Linked DNA regions of Anser cygnoides: region 2 is linked to region 1. The links are chromatin contacts, called in public Hi-C maps. All regions are on one chromosome and are shown on one strand. Each heading gives the region's core, a stretch centred on a gene start, on an enhancer-like site or on the middle of the called end of the contact. The rest is flanking DNA. Distances are from core to core; before and after follow the strand shown. Region 1 holds the start of CD47 (CD47 molecule). Region 2 overlaps BBX (BBX high mobility group box domain containing).

Evidence for each region. A called contact is a pair of places that touch in the nucleus more often than the background predicts.
Region 2: a Hi-C map of liver shows a contact between it and region 1, with 3 times the contacts expected there. The contact joins the enhancer-like site here to the promoter of CD47 in region 1. A contact is called at or near these places in 2 of 7 Hi-C or Micro-C datasets (both in liver).

The regions. Positions count from the first base shown.
Region 1 is chr1:92,348,160-92,351,502 of Taihu_goose_T2T_genome, reverse strand. It overlaps CD47 (CD47 molecule), which reads right to left and starts at 1,255. Exons shown (of 11, transcript XM_067002547.1): 1 at 872-1,255. The coding sequence starts at 926. It overlaps LOC106039141 (a long non-coding RNA gene), which reads left to right and starts at 3,298. Exons shown (of 3, transcript XR_001209075.3): 1 at 3,298-3,343.
Region 2 is chr1:92,488,521-92,492,048 of Taihu_goose_T2T_genome, reverse strand. All of the region lies in intron 2 of BBX (BBX high mobility group box domain containing), which reads left to right. Among named protein-coding and RNA genes, the nearest start is that of BBX, 46 kb to the left of the region's middle. Within about 2 kb of position 1,973, at least 2 of the 3 cell types and tissues checked have open chromatin away from gene starts, as enhancers often do. A contact at or near this core is called in liver, where this site is marked.

The sequences.
Region 1 (3,343 bases), core at 6-2,505:
CACCGCAGCACCGTTCCAAAAGCGTACCACTGACCACTATTTAAGGAAGGCCTAAAGATTTTATCTGAAACAAAAAGCCATCCTCCAGTTCCTGAGAACATCAACAATTAGTAACATCAATACTAAAATCACACCAGGAGCTGGAAGAAGGAAGTCAATTAAACTCGTTCGACTGCAAAGTATGAAGCCTTTTAATTTCCTGTTTTTCATCACTCGTACAAACCGATGGCTTAGTTGACCAGTAATCCTAGCAGTGATCGTTCCCAAAATCCTCAGTGGCACTGGTGATTCAGAATGCTTGACATATTTGCCTGATAAAGACGGAAAGTGAGCAAAGGCCGGCGCGGTATGACGAGACCACGCCACTGCCACTCGGAGCGCGGGGCAGCCCCTGTGACTTCAGAGAACTGCTGACAGTCACGCCTGGAGGAGGTTGGAACCGGGGTATGGGTCTGGTGACTAAATTCAACAAGGGGAAGGGAAATTTCAGAAGAGTTGCGTCACTGGGGTAGCCCAGGTTTTTCGAAAGCAGCGGCCTTGGATCAAATTTAGAAAGCCTCCAGCACTGGAACTGTGCTGTTATATTTTCGTACGATCACCGGGTTACAACCGAACACCAAGGCTTATAATTAACTTATTAACCAGGTATCCCGCACGAGGGCACTTTGCGGGGGCAAGGTTTATTTTCAGGGCCCCTCGCGGCACTTTTAAAACCGCACCTCACAAAACCAACGGCACCCACAGCCCAGCAAGGGAACGCGCAGAAACTACTCCCCAGCCCCTCACAAGGATTACCCACACGCGCAATTAAAAGCTGCAGCGCTTCCCCAGCTCCCCCCCCCCCCCCCCCTCCCAGCCCCTCAAGACTCACCGTGGCGCAGGGCGCCGAGCAGCAACAGCAGCGGGCAGGCGGCCGGCAGCCACATGGCGGCGGGGACCCGAGCGGAGCGGAGCGGATCGGAGCGGAACTGCGCCTTCCTCCGCCGCTGGCCGCCGCAGCCGCCGGGGGGCGGGGCCAGGCGCGAGGCGGGGACACCCTCTGCCGACGCCGATTGGCCGCCCCCCCGCGGAGGGGGGGCGCTCTGCCGGCGCTGATTGGCTGCCGGAGCGCGAGGGCGGCCGTTGCGATCCCGTCGCGCGCCCCTAACGGTCGCCAACGGCCGCCGCCCTGCCGGCGGCGCCTCCCCGCCCCTGTGGGGAAGGGCAGGGCCGGCCGTCCTGTGGGCGGGGGGTGGGGGTGGGGGTGGGGGCGGCCGCCCCCGCGCTGCTTTCCGTCAGCGCCCGCGGCCGGGGCTCCTCTCCCAGGCCCGCACGCCTTGCACGAAGCGCGGGGGCTGCTCAAATGGCCGGGGCGGCGGGCGGACGGGCACCCGTCGAGGACACACGCGCAAATATGTACACGCATACACATCTGTTAAAGTCCCAAGGTTCAACAGGGGGTGGATCGGTGAGAACCAGGGCAGAAGCAAAACTCTCTGAGGAACTGAATTTCGTTAATGCCTCACACGCTCTTACAACATCTCCCTAGCCCTAACATCAGCACTGACTTGGAAGATCCACCCCCCTTCCCCTTTCTGACTCTCTTGAAGTGTTCCCCCAGCCCTCTTGAAGTGATTACCCGTGCCCTGCCTACTCTGTTTGTTTTCTCCCGAAATCCCATAAAGCGCGCAGACACCCTCCGGCACTCGACGTTAGTAAAAAGCCTTGAGCAGCGGGAGCCATCTGACTCCAGAACCGGTGGAGGGGGATGGCGCGAAGCAGCTGATCCCGCTCCTGCCAAAGTGACTCAGATGATGTTCTCTGGAGGCCTGAAGAAGCGGGCTCGAGTGGAAGCCAGCGGGGCAGGCGTGTCTGTTTGAGCTGTAGCTCTCGCATCTGTGCCCGGACCAAGTGCCAGGATGCTGCGAGCCGCAGGCAGGCGCTGGGGACAGTGACAGCTCTGTGGAGAGCCGCGCAGCATGTCGCCTGTCAGAAAGCTGTGGGGATGCTCTCCTCTTGCTGCAGAGAGCAGAAGGCTACAGCTGCAGCATGCGTCTGTTGCTAAGGTAGCGCGTAACGCACCCACGCTCGCCTCCGAGCAAAACAGAGCTCGCTGGAAATCTCATGCAGCCAGGAGTCTTGCGTGAGAGGGTGCTGCTTTAAGGCAGGTGCTGCCTCCTATACTACTGAGCTGGGTTTCACAAATCCCCCCAAAATAACTCTCCGTGCATGCAGTTTCCCTGGTTTTCTGGAGGGAGCTATGCCGTCTAGCTAGGTGTGCTCTGCTTGCTGCTGCTGAGAGAGGTCAGCGATGCCTCTCCTTGCTGAGAATTTCAGGAAACTGGATTATGCAGCACAAGGCAGCTCAGAGGCTCTGGATTCCTACTGAGAGAAATGTTAGGCAGTTCTGCTCTCCTTTCCAAGCTAGGTGTGCAAAGCAAACCCCGCATGCTCTAACAGCTTGCCACAGGAACACCTCGAAAGCTGTGAAAAGCCAGCCCCATCTCGAACTTGCGTAGTGGGCCCAAGTGCCCCTACAGCAATAATTCATGTATTTTGAAAACTGTGCATGAGTCCCTCATTTATGACTTGCGAGGCACAGTTTTCCTCTTTAAATTAGGCAGCTATTTTACTGCCATTACTAGGCACCAATCTGCCATTTTATGCTGGTTTACAGCTCTTTGGAGTGCCATTGATCATCCGTTATCTGTGTGCAGCAACTGAAGCTGCTACAGGCATGAAGCACACACACAAAACAGTGCACAGGAGGCAGCAACGGCCCTTGCTGGCAGGAAAATCCTGAAGAGTGACATAAAAGCCTGCGTGCCTAAAGCAAAGGGTATCTGTAGATAGATTTGTCAAACTGGCTGTGAGAGCTGTCTCCCTCAGCAGTGGCCTGACCTCTGTGTTCATGGGCTCGCTCGACATAAGTGTTGCCCCGTGTCACAACACTCACAGAAACCATCTGCATCCAGAAATCACAGTACAATAGCAACATCATAGGTGATACTTTGTTCTTCCAGCACCGCAAAGCAGTCACAAAGGAGGATGTTACCCCTTCTTTTTTCTTTGATCTGGAAACCAAAGCATGCTGAGGTTAAATGAACTGACTAAAGTCGCATAATCAGCCAGTGGCAGGGCTGAGAATAGGCTCCATGTCCTTTCCTCCAGGCCTAAGATCTAACTCAGAACCATCTTGGGGGCAGAGGCAGGCTACCAAAGCTATACATCACAGCTCTACAGAACATGACATTTTTAGAACAAGCTCAGCCATGAACTTACCACAGTTTGTCAAAAAAAAAAAAAAAAAAGAAAAAAGGCAACAAAATTTTCTTATGAGAGATCCTGCCTGGGCAAGAGGGCA
Region 2 (3,528 bases), core at 724-3,223, 140 kb before region 1:
AGTTGCTGTGGCAGCAGCTGGAAGTCATAGGTTTAAAGTCATAGGTTTAGTTTCCAGAGAGGTGAACAGTTTGCAGCAGGGCTCTTGCAGCCTGAGGTAGGCTGCCACAGGTCCTGTGTTGAAGTGGAATACTGATGGCAGGCGGGTGACAAGTGCCTTGAATTTCTAAATCCTTCTTGTTTTTTCCCCAGCAAATGAAAAGGAGCAGCAAAGCAATCTTCAAATACAGTACTTGATACAAATACAGTACTTGATGCTTCTCTGAATGTAATGGCCATTACGTGAGTGATTGACAGATTATTTCAGTTTATCTCATGGTATATTGTGTATCAAGCACTTTCCTTAAAGTTGGCAGAGATCTGTAACACTTCAATTTCTAGCGTAATGCAGGGCAAGTCCCACAGATGTGATTGCACAAACAAAAAGTATTATTCCTTTAAAAAAAAAAAGGGTTCAAGAAGCATAACATTCTTCTGTGTACAAAACTTCTGTCATCCTTGGCATTCTGTTGATTATCTTTATTGCTAGAATGGTTAATAGATACTGAGTACAGTATTCTTTATATTGTATTTTTTCACAACAGCTGAATCTTACTCCAAATGCTTTACAAACCTGCCGATGGAAGAGTTAACAATATATTCATTGTTATGGAAGGAACAACTAAATTACAGTTATGCTATGGTGGAGACTCAAAGTACATCTTTTATTCCCCCCTTACAGATGTGTACATATACAGATTAGGCACAGTAAGGAAATCTTAACTGGGAGTTTGAGTTGTTTTGATTCCCCTTTTTCTTAGCCTTCTATATGCACAAAGAATGGAATTGGATATTTGAATGTTTCATTCAGAAAGCATGAAAGCTAGCAGTACCCATGTTCATTTGTTTTGTTTCTTGACAAGCTTTTAGAGAAAACTGTCATGTTTGATTAATACATTTAAAAATACATATAAGTAATAACTAGATATCTGTGGCCTTTTCCCCTCATCCCCACAAAAACTGTTTTAGTTGGCCACTCTGATAAGGTCTGTCACTGAACGATGACATAGCTTTGGGGAATGAAGGAACACGGCATGCTGTTCAGCAAATACAGTCTGCAAACACAGGTTAATGGTTAACTGTGCTTAAGTCTGGAAACCATCATATAGTAATTACAGCTAATTATGAGGTGATACAAGTGCATTGACATGTGATGTCCTCAGAACACACGGTAACTTTATAAAGGGCTGTTGGGAAAAGGATTTGGATACTACTGCATCTTTGTAGGACAGAAATGCAGTTCTTCGGTATAAAATCACCAAATAACCCTCATGGCAAAGCCTGGCATAAGCATGCAGGTCCATCTGCTTTAGTGAAAGTTTCATGTGCCTACCTCTAAAGAAAAACTAATCGATCAGCTCTTCAAGGTGTAACAATCCCTCCAGCTGTACAATAAATTATCGCCTCTGCTTGGCCCAGGAGCGCAGTGTAGAGCGGAGGTAGTCCCTGGTGGTGCAGTTTGGAGCTGTTCAGGAGCTCGTCCCTAGCATGCTCTATTTTGGCTTCTGTGTATGTCTTGGCTATGCACCAAGATGCAAAAATATCGAGCGCACTGTGCTCCCCTATGACTCTCCTCTTCTGGGGTAGCCTCTGTGAAATCAAGAGTTTTTATTGCAGATTTTCCTGCCTTTCTGCCTTCAAATAGGAGGCAGTGGCAGAACATAAAGCTGTCTTTCCGGATATTTTTTCAAGACTATAAATGAATCTGTTCTTCATCCCATGGTCTTTATCCTTTATATTGTAATAATTATGGGTTTGTACCTTTGGCTGAAAGTCACATGCTGCAAACAAATTTCAGCTCCTGTGACTGCTAGCACTTCTGCATGTAGCTGATCTCACCAGTGTTTCACAAGGTCAACAGGAGAGCTGTGATGAGTGAGGGCTCAAAGGCCACGGCTCTTAAATCTTGATCTGGAGGATTTTTACGTTTAGGCATAACTCTTCCACCAAACCTCCCTTATGTTGACCTCAGGGACTACTTGTGTGCTTGAAAGGAAGCCCAAATGCAAATGCTCATGAGTTGGTGACTGCAGAACTGGGAGGTGGGTATAAAAACACCACTGCAAAGCCTGGGGGCAGGAAAATTTACTCCACCCTATGGATTGGCCATCCAGATGGGCTGCCTGGCCTCCAGCTACTGCTCCAGAAGGGTGGGTGTCTTCTGGGGCCTGCTGGCACATCTGCCAGTCCCTGGGGGGGGTCTCCATCGCTTCTCATAGCACTGGAGGCCTGGCTTAGGCAACAGAACCCCATCCTGAGTAGCTTAACTCTGTGCCAGCGTATTGAAATCTTTACTGAACAGGCAACATTGGGATAAAAGTACTGCTTCATAGGGTTTAAAAAAGTAGCACTTCTGATGTTTATTAAAAAGGCATAATTACTTTGCGTTGTCATGACACTGCATCAGTCTCCCAAGGCATTCATGATTACCCTGGGTAGCTTTCTTTAATACACTGGGGATGCTCGCGGTGATGGAAGACGTGTTAAGGAAGAGGTGCAGAACTGATGGGTGGTAGGGGCTGAGCTGGTCTGTGTCTGCTATGCATGGAGGATAACGTTGTCTCGAGCCCACTCAGGTTGCTTCAATTCTCTGTCAGCCTTTTATTTGGTTGATAGTGTTGTTTAAGGAACAGCTCTGGTGTCTGTAAAAATGCCTTTTATGAGGAGGGGAAGAAGTACTCGTATAGATGTTTTATGTATTTCTGCAATCACAGAAATACTTACATCTCTGAATGCACAAAGCAATTAAGAATCCAAGACATCATCATTTCTTAAGAAAAAAAAAAATCATCCTTTGCAAGTTTGAGTTGTTTTCCAAGTGATTTGTAATTGACTGTTGTGGTGGAACTAATTTTGGACAACTAATCCTTTTACTTAATTTAATTACATCATAAAAGGCCACTCTTGCAGTGGATTTAAAGCCACTTTCTCTTGTACAATACACAAAAAATATGATTTGGCAGTGGAGAATAACAATCCCTAGCTGACACCTAATGCTCATTATTGCTGCATTACTGGGACTTTTCAGAAAGAATATCAGTGGTTTAGTTACCCTTGTTTTCCAAAAAGCTGGAATGGGGTGGAGGTTCAGGGATGGCAGCTAGATACTAGAACAGACAACATCTCTCAGTACCCCCAGTGCTGTGTCCAATCTTACATGGCCTCCTGATTTTTCCAGGAAAAGACAATTATGACCAGCAGCACTAAACTTAACAAACTTCTTAATTACAATCCAGAATTTGAGGAATACTGTCGAGTGGTACCTATTGAAAGTGTAAACCATCTTGAAGAATTTTTCTCCGTACAGATTGTTCCACAAAGGGATGGGCACCGCCACTGACCATCACCCAGAAAGATCCATTTTCATGGATACAAGTAGAAATTCTTTCAGGAAATCCGTAAGACCCTAAGTACCTGGCTTCCTGCAAGCGAAGTTTCTCTTTATCCACAGTGAGATGACGCTCCAGTCCCAGCACACCTGCTTTTTGTT